Linked DNA regions of Mus musculus: regions 1 and 2 are each linked to region 3. A link is a contact called in public Micro-C data. All regions are on one chromosome and are shown on one strand. The core of a region is the stretch at or near the end of the contact, and the rest is flanking DNA. Distances in the headings are between cores, read along the strand shown. Region 1 has its middle 150 kb from the start of 7420700N18Rik. Region 2 overlaps 7420700N18Rik (RIKEN cDNA 7420700N18 gene). Region 3 overlaps Nrg1 (neuregulin 1).

Region 1 (4,022 bases), core at 533-3,032, 310 kb after region 3:
CCTGTGATAAAAGCTTCACTTGACATTTTATGGTGACATGCCACTGAAGGACTTAAAGCGGACACCATAGAGTTTCCAACTAGCTTTCTCTAGAGGCTGCTACACATTTCCAAGTTAAAGAGTAGCTGTGGCGAAGACACAGATTTTTATCTGTAAAGTTTTCCTTTTTACCTAAAACTCCCATCTTACAGTGTTGGTCCAAAGGTATTTCTAACATTGAAGAAGACAGAGACTAAGTTAATCTCCATAGATAGTTTTCATGCAGAAAGGACTCCCTTCAGTCTTTCCTCGTGTTTATATTCAGCCAATTACCACAAACGAAATAAATTTTACTTTAAGAAAAATAATCCATCTATTTCTAGAGCATTGGATGATTTTTTTAAACAGTGCATGAGATTCCATTTTCAATATCAATTGGATAAATTTAACTGATCTTTGGAATTTCTTTGAACAGAAAATGACGCAAAAGCCCAGCTCTTAGATCTAAGCATCCTCATGTGTGAAAATCCAGGTAAAGTGTGCCAGGTCCCACCAAAGCCCACCAAGCTTAGAGTCGACCTGGCTGTGTTGTCAGCGAATGATCCTTTTGTGAGAAGACACACAATGGTGTCAAATCACAGAATCACAAGAACAGCCCCTCAGTCTGCCCTCAGCTCAGTCAGGAAAAGTGTGGAAAACTAAATTTTAAAATAATAACAATAAACAGGATTTTAGACCCAGAGTGTTCACTTTTCCAACTCTTCAAATTTCTGAAGTCATTCTTTGTTCTCTCCAAGCTACCTGCAAACCTGTTCTCAAAGACAAGATTTGTCACTTGTTAGAAAAGATGTTATTTGATAGCACATACTTTGCTGGGCTGGGTTATTTTAAAAAAATATATAATAATTCCATTGTATGCTATCCTTATCAGCACAGGAGAGACTCTTTTCTTACAGCAAGTACTTCTGTGTTTGAAATGTTAGAACTGCTAAGTACACCCTTAATGCTTCAAGCTACCAGATGCTAGAGCCTGCCTTACCTGCCCAGGCATGTTGTCTGAATTGAGGTCACAGTTTGGCAAATAACATTCCACACATTTTTTCTCTCCTACTGAATTAAAAGGGGCAGCTTGAGTTTCTCTGAATGCCATTGGTTAAGAAGTCTGACTCAGACACCTAGAGAGCTCTCCAGAGCCAGAATGGAGTGACTCGCTACTCACATGACTGGTGGGAGGTAGAAAGCCATCTCTCCTACCATTCTGTACCCTGGCCACGTTAGCCAGCATGAGTCAACTCTTGAAACCTGAAGGTGAATGTTCTACTTGACCTTTGATTTGGGGAGAGTGGCATGACTTCAAATGCTGTCTGTTTATTAATTAACAGAGAGGACTGAATTCCACAATCTGGGAAGTAACATTTGAAACTTTTTTTTTTAATTCACTTTACATCCTGATCACTGCCCACCTCTGGTCAGCCCCTTCCACAATCCTTCCACCATCCCCTTCCCCTCTAAGTGAATACTGCACCCACCCCCCACCCCCGTAACCCCCTACCCCGGGCACTTTGAGTCTCTGCAGGGCTAGACACAATCTCTCTCACTGTACCTAGACAAGACAGCCTAGCTAGTAGAACATATCCCACCCGCCGACAGGCAACAGCTTTTGGGAGAGCCCCTGCTCCAGTTGCTACACATGTGCAAGAAGGCCTAGGTCCAGCCTATGTATCCTCTCTGGTTAGTAGTTCAGTCCCTGGGAACCCTAAAGGTCTAGGTTAGTTGACTGTTAGTCTTCCTGTGAGTACCCCTTGGGGCCCACAGTCCTTTCTACTTGAAACCAAAACTTTAACAGAGTAAAACTTTCCTAATTCTCTTATATAGCCTGACTTGTTTGAGTTTTTCTTTACTTTGGATGAGATTAAGATATGTTATGGCTTGAGGTTTTGGTTTTTTTTCTTCTTCTTTCCCAAGACTTACTGGCCATTTGAAAGTAATTTTTTTTTCTTTATCAGACACATATTTAGAAAAATCATTAAATAATTACTAATGGAAAGTCTATTTCACACTTGTGAAGCGATTCCTTTGAAAGCTATTGTGCTGTAAATCATTTCAAATCTGTGATAACCAGAATCTAAAAAGAATGACTATGTGAGGTGCTCACCTAGGTACCGTCTTTCTCAAGAAAATAAATAAAGGATAATATCATTCTTTCATATACAGATGTTTGACTTACATGGAAGATTCTCCTATTAAGACTATTATGAGCTCAACGATGCAGGTAACACTTCAACCATGCATTCTTAGGAAAGCAACACAATTCATGGTGGAATATTGATAGCTTACCCTCAGGATGGCATGGCTGACTGTAGCTCACTGCTGTTGCCCAAGACAAGGGTATCAAAGAATATATTACAAGCCCAGGAAAAGGTCAAAATTCAAAGTATAATTTCCCTGAACGACTAATCCCTTTAGCATGACCATAAAGCACAAAACTTTAAGTTGAACCATATGTTGAACCATTAATACCATAGGAATGAGCAAAACTGAAGGAAATAGGAAGAGAAATGTTAGGATAAATTATGTTATTGGAAGGAAAATAGAACTGGTTGAAAACTGTTGAAGGTGGGTAAACACGGCCCTCATGAAAGCATCAGCATGTCTGGGGTCCAAGATGAGTTAGTTTATGTCATAAGAATCAAAAGCAAATGAGTTTATTCTTACTTCCTAAATTGTATGCAAGTATTTTTGCCTCCAACAGTCGCCCCCAAAAGACAACCGAATAAGAAAACTGTCATTTAAACCCAAAATGATTTTGTCATTGCCATCCTATCCAACCTCCTTTCAAAGCCACGCTTAATCCTGCTTGTTGACACGTGCATTTAAGTTCTCCTGGAGTCACTCATGAAGACGTTGTGTAATTCAGTTTGGTAAAAAGGATTTTTAGTTATTTATGTAAAACATGATTGACATTTTATTGTAAGACCTTGTTCTTTTGCTAGAGTTCGACACTTACCATGCTTACAGGAGGGATTGCTTTCAAGGCTGTCCTTAAATAGGGTTTTTTGTTGCTTCCTTTTAGCATAATTGTTGCACTTGTTGCTACATTTAACATGTACCCGAACAAATGGGATTAGCAACTTTCTTGATGGTGTTCTTTTTAGTGATGGCCATTCACTAACATCTTTCTTTAGTTAACTAGTATTTAACTGGTGACTAAATATTCAGTTAAAATAATTCTGATAGGCTCATAATGCCATCTAGTGGACAATCTTTAAAATACCACCCCCTGCCCCCCACCCCCAGCCATTTTAATTTTCTAATCATCAATATGCTCTTTAATCTGGACAATGGCTTCATTTAGAAGGATGGGTTAGGATCCCTAAACTCTCTGACAAGTCTATGTAGCATTTCTAACATTGATACCATCCTAAGGGAAAGAAACACACAGCATCAAGTACTTCTGGTTCCTCATCTGTTCAATGGTGTCACCAATGCTGTTAGGAAGTTACAAAGTAGGAATCCAATGTGCAATGTTCGTGTTCGTTGGTTCTCTGATCACCATGGTTTTATATAGAAGTCTTTTATAGCTACTTTGTGATGGTAGAGAAGTGCCATCATGCTCTCTATGGGAGAATTAAGGTTAATGAGAACACAATGGCACTGTCAGCCAAGAACCTGCAGAATGCCCAAACTCAGCCATGGTTTCTCAAAGGTAAAAGTCCTGGCCTTGGCTGTCCACAGACTGGTAGTGATACCTCGTGAGGTAGGAGAGCTTCTCTCAAAGGCACAGATGACTGAACATACGCTCACATGTTAATGTGACTCACAACTTCAGTATGTGTATCTCAACAGATGCTAGGAAACACGTCCTAAAATTCAACACTTGTTTTTTGAGTAGGCAGCAAAATGATGACGTCATAAGCATGTAGACAAGAACACTGCCGTAATTATAAAGCCCCGTGATGTCATCAAATTACTTCCAGTAAGATGGAGCGCATTTCTGCCATTATCACCATTAATTCAGCCCACGTACCTGCATTCTGATATGA
Region 2 (4,398 bases), core at 928-3,427, 460 kb after region 3:
CCAGAGGTGACAAAGCAGCCAGGGAGTGCAGGATCCTGAGCAATGCTGTAAGTATGTCTTTGAGATCAGCAGGGACTTTTTGCTTACATGTCAAGTAGATGGCCTAATTTCCCACCTTCAAAACATTCCCACTCAGCCTATATGGCCTATGACTAGGCATATATCCATCTCCCAGGTCTCTTGCATAGGAAAGAGGAGACACTTCAACTTAATCAAAAAGGGCAGCATTTCCAGCAATAATGGTAGAAGCAAAGGGTTGGCACTGGGTGACAGGTTTATTGTTGGAGAGTTGAGCCTGTAGGAGGTAGTGTTTAGGACAAGAGGTCATCTCCAGAGTTAGGGCACCCAGTCTTGTCCTCTAAAGTACAAAATAAACTCTTCTTAAAATGTGGATCAGTGCTGGCCCCACAGTACACTTACTGGTCCGTGGGAAGCATCTCCAAATTGGTGGGCATCGAGTAATGGATTTTTATCTGAGGTTATGCACTAATAATTAATACCATGAGACACTGAAGCTTACTAGTCATACTCTGCCAACTTTATAATGTATGTAAAATATAACAGAGGGTAAATAGGACATATATGTGTGTGTTGAAATATCATACTAAAACCTATTATTTTGTACTAATATACACTGGTTGCAAAAGAAAAAAAAAGAGAGAGAGAGAGACAGAAGGGATGGCTCACTCCACTGGCTGCTCTTGCACAGGACTTGGGTTCAGTTCCCAGCACCAACAGGGCAGCTCATGACCATCTGTAACTCAGTCTCAGGAAATGGATCCAATGCCTTTTCCTGGCCTCTGTGAGCACACAGTGCACAGACATGCAGGCAAATAGACACACATAAAATAAATCTTTAAAAAAAAAAAAAAAAGAAAGAAATTCACGATGGCCCATTACTTTCTAAATTCAACAAAATGGTTCAAGTTCAATGGTTTCATAAATATATTTAACCCTCCTTCTCCTAAGGAAACTCAGAGTTTGGATACCAGCCCTGTTGCTTGGCAGTTATAGCTTTGGGAAAGGTCAACTTCTATACAATTGAGATAGATAGATAGATAGATAGATAGATAGATAGATAGATAGATAGATAGATAGATAGATAGATAAATTTATTTCTACCTCATATGGTGTTATGAAGATTAAATGGCATAAAATATCCAAAGTAGTTGTAACTATGTCTACATTCTAGAAACTACTCAGTCAGAAACACACAATTTCTTGACGTGGAGTTTTCTAAAATGTCATTTCTCTCCAGGAGTCTTTTCCCACACCATAACCCACTGGTCTCTGGGAAGAATCTCTGAGTGAGCCTAACAACGTCCTATACGGATGTGAAACAGTACCAGGCAACTCACTGTTGCAACAAAACAAAACAAAGTGACCGTTTGTGCTGTCTCATTTCAATGGCAGATCCAAACAGTATCTGTGCCACTTCTCCTTCGGAATTCTAAAAATGTGGAAAGCCCCAGTAATCAAACACCCTAAGAGAATGACTCAGCTGAAAGCCTGGATCTGCTCCAATCTAAGATCTGAGAAGACCTAGCTTATGCCCTGCCTCTGACACACAGGGACTTTCCTCCTGCCTCTGACCTGTGTCTTGTAACTGACCTTCAGCTTCAACTTCACAGCTATGTGGTCAATGTCCCTTGAAATGTCCACTCAGTCTGAATCAATTATTCATCAGCTTCCTAGGTGGTGCTGTGATGCAGTTGCCAAGTATGCCCTAATAAACATCTTGGTTACAGGAATGGGTTCGGTCTGACAATGCTAGAGTTGCATATATCCTTTCCAGGCACTATTATGGGCAATGATCCCCTCACCCCCACCATCACCACCACTTCAATGGTCAGTTAGTTTTACTGGAATGCTGTTGCTCTGTTCCACCTCAGAGAGCTGGAGACTTTTGTAGAATGGACAAATGTAAAATATCTACACAGTCTTGCTTCATGTCCCTCCAAGGGAAATAGGGGTCTGCTTCCAAAATACATGGACTGCAGCATCTTGGAGGCTTTAGTTGGAGAAAGAATAATGGCCTTCCTCCTGGGAAATTCCTGGTGAATTGGCATCATTGGAATTTCTTCAGCCAGCTGTCTTAATGACCCATACACCCCCCCCCCAAGATATCACTGTGTTAATTATATAGACTGAGCATATTTGAGATGATAATAATAGCATTACCCTCTGTTGACATGTCATTTCGGTTTCCTCTTACCTTTTGCACTATATATGCACATTGGAGTGTATGTCTGCGGGTGGGGGGTAGGGTGGTTGTATTCAGGCTCAAAAAAGTCTCCACAGTATATAATCTGTTCATTTTGAGTCAGTTACAGCCTACTCCTTAAATCATTTCCTTAATTGGTTCCTGATCTCCTTACTAATCACTGGCTGATGCACAATACTGCCACCTTCAGGTAGTTCTAGGAAATACCATTTGATAAGGGGGAAAAAATGTTAACATTGGTATGAGGCTGGAGTGAGTACCCACAAGAAATGGACAAAACAATATTTGTTTGCATTGCAAGCTGGGAAAGAAAGGACTGTGCTGTTGGGATGTCCCAACAATTGTGAGGAGGGAATTTTGGTTGTTTTAAGGGAAGCAAAGTAAAAGCAGGCATTTGTGAGAGTTCTTGGGGGTTTCCATGAGAGTGGGATGAGCGTCCCAGCTCCAAATGCTTAAGGAGCTGCTACTCAGAAATGAAATGTCAGCTGGCATAGCTTTCTCACTGTTGGCCACACTGCCTGAGATATGTGTGTTTCTGCGGACGTGCTTTTTGTCACCAAGGTCACTTTGAGGTCCTTCTGCCTCCTGGTTTTCTTTTGTGTCTGAATGTCACCAGTGTTCTTTCTGATGATCCCACATTAGTGTGCAATCAAAAGACATTTTTGTCCCACTCAGTGGGACTGCAAATGAATGGTGCAGCTCACAGAAGCCTAGGAGCATTTTGCTTTGATCTCTAAGTAGCTCAGCCTTCCAATGGCTCTGACTCTATCACGGGCACGTTCTGCTCAAATGTCTGCGAATCGGTGACAGCCATTAAACAAGTTGGAGCAGGCTCTCTGGTTAGGCACTGGCCAGGCAGGCTGGCCAGGAGCAATTCACCTTCAGCATGCTTTCCCCTCTTTCCTGTCCTGTGGAAGGTCAGGGAGCATCAAACCTGCCTCCCAGGCTCCTCCCACTCAGAACAGGTTTAGTGCAGCTACTGCTGTGCCCCAACTCTGGCCATCGGAGAGGATGAGCTTTTATTATTTTCAAATAATCTGTTTATCAAACTGTAAGGTGTTAATTATATTTCTTCCTTTGATGCATAGAAGACGATCAGAAATCCCAATCATCTCCCCCTGTTTTGTTCAGCTCATGCGATGTTACTATAGGTAAACATCTGCTTTCCTGGCTTTCTGTACAAAAGCTGATTTAATATGACCCACGAAATCCAGACTGCTCGAAACTTCCAAGCGACGTTTTTGGCTTCCCTTGATCATTGATCAGCACTGTCCCTGAAAGTGAGTGTTGAGCCAGCCAGCATAATGAGGGGAACAGAGGACCCATGGTCCTGATGGGAAGGGAAGGAACTTTCTACAAAGCAGAAAAGGGGAGACCTCAAGGGAGAAGATCAGGGTTTTGTCTAACCAATTACACTCTCATCGAAGAGTATTTTACACACATATCTGAAGTTCAGCCAAAAACTCGACTTGTTAGCTTTTATATTGACTGCTTTCTGGTCTAAGAATGTGTGTAACAGATAGGAGGGAGGATTACAGAAGGAAGAAACGGGAGAGTGAGAAAGAATTGGAGAGGGGGGAGAGGAGGAGGGAGAGAGGAAGGGAGGGGAGGGAGAGGAAGGAAGGGGAGAAAGGGAGGAAATGGGGAGGGGAAAGGAAGTGGGAGGGAGGAAGCGACAGGAGGGAAAGAGAGAGGGGAAGAGAGAGGGGAGGGAGAGAGAGAAGGAGGAAAGGGGGAGGGGAAAGGAAGTGGGAGGGAGGAAGCGACAGGAGGGAAAGAGAGAGGGGAAGAGAGAGGGGAGGGAGAGAGAGAAGGAGGAAAGGGGGAGAGGGAGGGTATGGGAGAGAGGAAGAGGGAGGGGGAGGGAGAGAGCTTAGTAGAAACTAGTATCTAAGCAGTATGACTGGCTATATGACTCTCTCAAGTCACAACCCCAGCCGCACACAGTGCTGAGACCAAACAACTCGGCCAAATGATCATTGTTTATCTTTTACATAAAAAAAAAAACATAAATCACTGGTTCTCTAATAAAAGAGGATGCTGAAAGGCTATTAGAGAACAGAATATAATCTTATAATGGCAGATAATTAGCTTGAAATATGTCTGGTACAGCAGTTTAGCTGAAGGATTAAAGGCTATTGCAGAGAATTCCAGCAAACCACAGTGCTCACAGT
Region 3 (4,063 bases), core at 63-2,562:
AGAAAGAAAGAAAGAAAGAAAGAAAGAAAGAAAGAAAGAAAGAAAGAAAGAAAGAAAGAAAGAAAGAAAGAAAAAAGAAAGAGAGAAAGAGAGAGAGAGAAAGGAAAGGATAGAACCTAGTGGCAGTTTTACATCTAACACTGCACAGAGTTGAATCACCCAGATTTCTTGAAGATGCTCAAGTATGACTCTAGTCAACTTTGTTGGTTTAGAAGCAAGGAAATAGAAAGCAGATGTTGTTGATTTGCTTGGGCATTCCACTAATGATGGATTACATCACTAAGGTTAAGATGACCCAGACAAGTCATCATATAGAAAACTTCACACAGTAACTATCCAAACAAACAAGGCTCCAAAAGGTAGATGAAATATGGGCATATTCCAAAAAGACCCTTCAAGAACTGAAGGAAGAGAGAGAGAAAGAAGAAAAAGGAAAGAGAGAGAGAAAGAGAGAGAGAGAGAGAGAGAGAGAGAGAGAGAGAGAGAGAGAGAGAGAGAGAATGAGAAGAGAAAAAACGAACAAACAAAAGAATAAATGGACAAAGGAGCAGGAAACTTCCACCTTTCCTGGCCTCCAGGCTCTTCATGTGAAAGACTAGAACAGAGTCTTGGCTCAACGACACCATGTCCTGATTAACAAATTGTTTGGTGCATGGTGGCATGGTGATATGCATCAAGTGTGTGCAACAGCTGCTGTCCCCTTTGGCTGACATCACATCAGCTCAGAAGCATAATTGATGACACAGGAACCCATAGGTGGCTCTCATAGGTACACAGAGAGAAGCTCAATTGCCATCACTCTAAGAAAATAAAAATTTAAGAAGAAAACTATCAGATAGATTAGGAAAAAGTGCTCAAATTTATGTCACACACACACACACACAAACACACACCAGGGTGTCAAGGGTTCTTCTTTTCTCATAGGAAATATCCCTCTGTCAGAAATCTCACAGAACTGCCCTTTCCTGTGGGAAACCAAGAGCCAAGCCCTCAGAACTACCTCTATCACTAGCAGAAATCCCCCACTCTCGGAGCTGTGTAGTCTGACTCTAGACTTTACTATTTTGATTAGTGAATAGTAGAGTCAAATCCTTATGCTACGTAAGTGCTCCCTTAGCTGTTCTCACAGTTGATAAAGGCAGTGCACTGTTATCCACACATCTCTAAGGCTTCACAGAGTATAAGGCCAATCTATTATATCCAGAAATAACTCCTGACCTTAAGGGTCATTTAAAAATAAGAGAGTAAGAATGGCTCTGTCTTTTCTCCTGGACACATTAGAATGAAAATGTGTTTGATGTGACTCACCATGGTCCATCCAGCCAAACCAGACAGGCTTGGAGCATTTCCACTTAAGGAGCCAGGCCAGACCTTTGGGATGATTTTGAGTACTAGCTCAGCTTTGCTCTTGCCTTGTGGATACAGTGATACAAGAACAAAAAATTAGTAATACAAAAATGAGACGAGCAATAATAGGCTTGCTCTTTGTCCAAGGTTTTATTTTCCTTTATTCATATTGTGGATGCAGCAAAACTCTGAAAAAAAAATATCAAGAAGACATTTAGCTGAGAAATGTGTAGCCAGTACTGAATGGAACACAGAATTGAATCCTGTGTTTTGAGTTCCCTGTCTTAAACTGGCTCCTTCTAGCTGTGTTGTCCTTTACTGAGCTCTCTAGTCCCTGAAATGGTTGTTTTGCTCACAAGCAATGAGAATAGGCTGATCACCAGATGCTAGTGGTCCACATGTCCAACTCTGTCCTTTCCTAGTTACCAACGACCAAAACAGTTGTTACAGGAATCCCTGAGAGTTTGGGGGTGGCGGGAGGCAACCCATGATGACCCCCAATGCTCACTTTAGTCCTTCTATATGACCCCTTTTTATTTCCTGGCTTTTCAAAGAGTAGGGTATTGGGGTGTCAGTGAAAAGCTGCAACCAAGGGCTTTCCTATCCCCCTTCTTTTTCCCCTCATCTGTTTGTGAAACCTGAGCCAGGATCTCATATGTTCTAGACAAGCACTCTGCCTTCAAGCTACACATACACCAGGCCTCATTAATTTTAAAGGAAGAAGTACATTAGCCAAAAGGGGACAGCAGGGCCTGCCATTTGTTGATGACAATGCTAATGCTCCATTTCATAACTAATGTGTGCTTATGTGAAGGAATCCTTGGAAGGAAGAGCACTGAGATACGGTTGTGCTGCTTAGGCATACACACTAGATGCCACTTAGGATGCCAGGGAGGAAAGCTATGGCATCATCCATTCACAGATAACACCGCATAACCCCTACCTTTGTCTCGGGGGAGGAGTACAATAGGTACAAGCAATTAACACATAAGCGCCTCCCCCCCACTCATGTCATTGTTAGATTTGTACAGTGTACACACAAACACAACAACTCCATGACACCAGCTGTATGTCTCCTGCATACTGTGGCACCGCAACGCACCAACTGCTTCGCTTTTCTAATCATGGCTTCCATGTCACGGCTAGCCCAGGTTAGGAGTTATGCTGTATGGATCACCCCTTCCCACTTTGTACCCACCTTTTCCTCCCCCAACCTCACCCCAAACATCTCCTCTGCCTGGTTTTCATTTCTTTATTCTTTTCTCCCTTAATATCAGGCCTGCTGTGCCAGGAACTCCAGGTGCCTCCCTAACTTTTAACCTTCCTTTTCCTTTGTACCTGACTTTCTCACTCTCAGTCATTCTTTCAGTCTGTCTATCCACTTGGTTTGTTTTTCCTCTCCACCTCCAACCCTTTCTGTTTGTTTTTGTTTAATCTTTTCAGTGTTGTAGCCTTTTACCCACTGACTTCTATTCTCTTAATGATAAGTGCTCTATTAATTTGATTTGACAGTGTTCTTGACCTGTTAACCGGGACTTGATTACCATGGACTCGGCTTGTAGGAAATGTTTTCTTTCATGATAAGATCCTCTAATTGATAGAAATTAAAAATCACTTATTCATGTTTAAGAAAACTTCCTGTGACCCTGCCCCCTTTCAAGGAAGAGAATGGTATAACTTCCAAGGCTGAGCAGATGATGGAAATACTCCTTCTTGTTGATGCTCAGATAAGGATATTCCATTTGTACAGTATTCTCCGGTTCTTGCCCAGGTTATTAGTTTTAATGGCAAACAAGCCAGTTTCTGTGTGTGCTAGGCAAACATGTGAAGATCTTCAAATACGTAAAATCAGATTATTAGAAGCTCAACTGCTAAGCACTCAGCATCTCCAGTAAGTCTGCAAATTTTGTTAACAGCCTGACTGTTAACACCTATATATAAAATCAAGCAAGCCATCCTCCAAAGACACTAATTTTTAACTGGAAAAATTTCCACACATTACAGACTTACTGCATCTGGAGTAGAGTGGTACCTGTAGTTCAGAGCTCAGAGTACCATACTCACTCTCTTAGAATATTCCAGTTGTCTGATGTGGGACTGTGCAGTCTAGTCCAAAGGATACATCATTTGTGTTAATGATGGGCTTAATACAAATTGGTTCTCTGATAATAGCGTAATAAGCATTTTCCTCCAAAGAACAACTCCCTTCTGTGGCCCAAGTGTGCCCTACCCACCATGTTGGGTTTTCTCTGGCAGGGCGCCCTGTTCCACCACAGTGTCCCTGTTTCTTCTAGTAAATTGACTCTAAACGGTAAGGCTGTTGCCTTAACTTACTATCTACAAGCCAAGTTCATATTTGCAATTACCTTTGAATTCAATTTATTAAATGTAGACATGCCTCTCTGTAAAGACCACTGGATATGAAGTGATGATTTAAAACTTCAGGGAAGTGGAAAGGTGATTGGGGTGGAGGGTGGTGAATGGAGGAAGGAAGAATGAGGAAGGAAGAAAGAAGGGTCTCCTTGGAGCCAGTATTAGGTCTTTTTTTTTTAATCAACATTGATTCCTGTTGTCTTTGCAAGAGATTTCTTTATAGGATATTTAATAAATAGAATAACATCGATATAGTTTTAATCAGTTCTTTTGTAATGAATGTCTATGATTTTTTTCTCATGTAATATCATATATGTATAATAGCTGGTAATTAGAGGAATCA

What was found. A called contact is a pair of places that touch in the nucleus more often than the background predicts.
Region 1: a Micro-C map of the HL-1 cell line shows a contact between it and region 3, with 6 times the contacts expected there. The contact joins two enhancer-like sites. A contact is called at or near these places in 7 of 484 Hi-C or Micro-C datasets (the AML12 cell line, the HL-1 cell line, adipose-derived mesenchymal stem cells and 2 more) and 3 of 115 datasets of contacts at active chromatin or transcription factors (embryonic stem cells, epiblast stem cells and kidney).
Region 2: a Micro-C map of the HL-1 cell line shows a contact between it and region 3, with 3 times the contacts expected there. The contact joins two enhancer-like sites. A contact is called at or near these places in 1 of 15 datasets of contacts at CTCF or cohesin (the NIH/3T3 cell line), 4 of 484 Hi-C or Micro-C datasets (the AML12 cell line, the HL-1 cell line and the MC38 cell line) and 1 of 115 datasets of contacts at active chromatin or transcription factors (the NIH/3T3 cell line).

The regions. Positions count from the first base shown.
Region 1 is chr8:31,518,296-31,522,317 of GRCm38.p6, reverse strand. No RefSeq gene overlaps it. Among named protein-coding and RNA genes, the nearest start is that of 7420700N18Rik, 150 kb to the right of the region's middle. Within about 2 kb of position 1,782, at least 82 of the 459 cell types and tissues checked have an H3K27ac peak or open chromatin away from gene starts, as enhancers often do. A contact at or near this core is called in the HL-1 cell line and embryonic fibroblasts, where this site is marked.
Region 2 is chr8:31,370,555-31,374,952 of GRCm38.p6, reverse strand. All of the region lies in intron 1 of 7420700N18Rik (RIKEN cDNA 7420700N18 gene), which reads right to left. Among named protein-coding and RNA genes, the nearest start is that of 7420700N18Rik, 5.0 kb to the right of the region's middle. Within about 2 kb of position 2,177, at least 79 of the 459 cell types and tissues checked have an H3K27ac peak or open chromatin away from gene starts, as enhancers often do. A contact at or near this core is called in the HL-1 cell line and the NIH/3T3 cell line, where this site is marked.
Region 3 is chr8:31,826,585-31,830,647 of GRCm38.p6, reverse strand. The region is part of intron 5 of Nrg1 (neuregulin 1); the gene reads left to right. Among named protein-coding and RNA genes, the nearest start is that of Nrg1, 90 kb to the left of the region's middle. Within about 2 kb of position 1,312, at least 35 of the 459 cell types and tissues checked have an H3K27ac peak or open chromatin away from gene starts, as enhancers often do. A contact at or near this core is called in the HL-1 cell line, the NIH/3T3 cell line and embryonic fibroblasts, where this site is marked.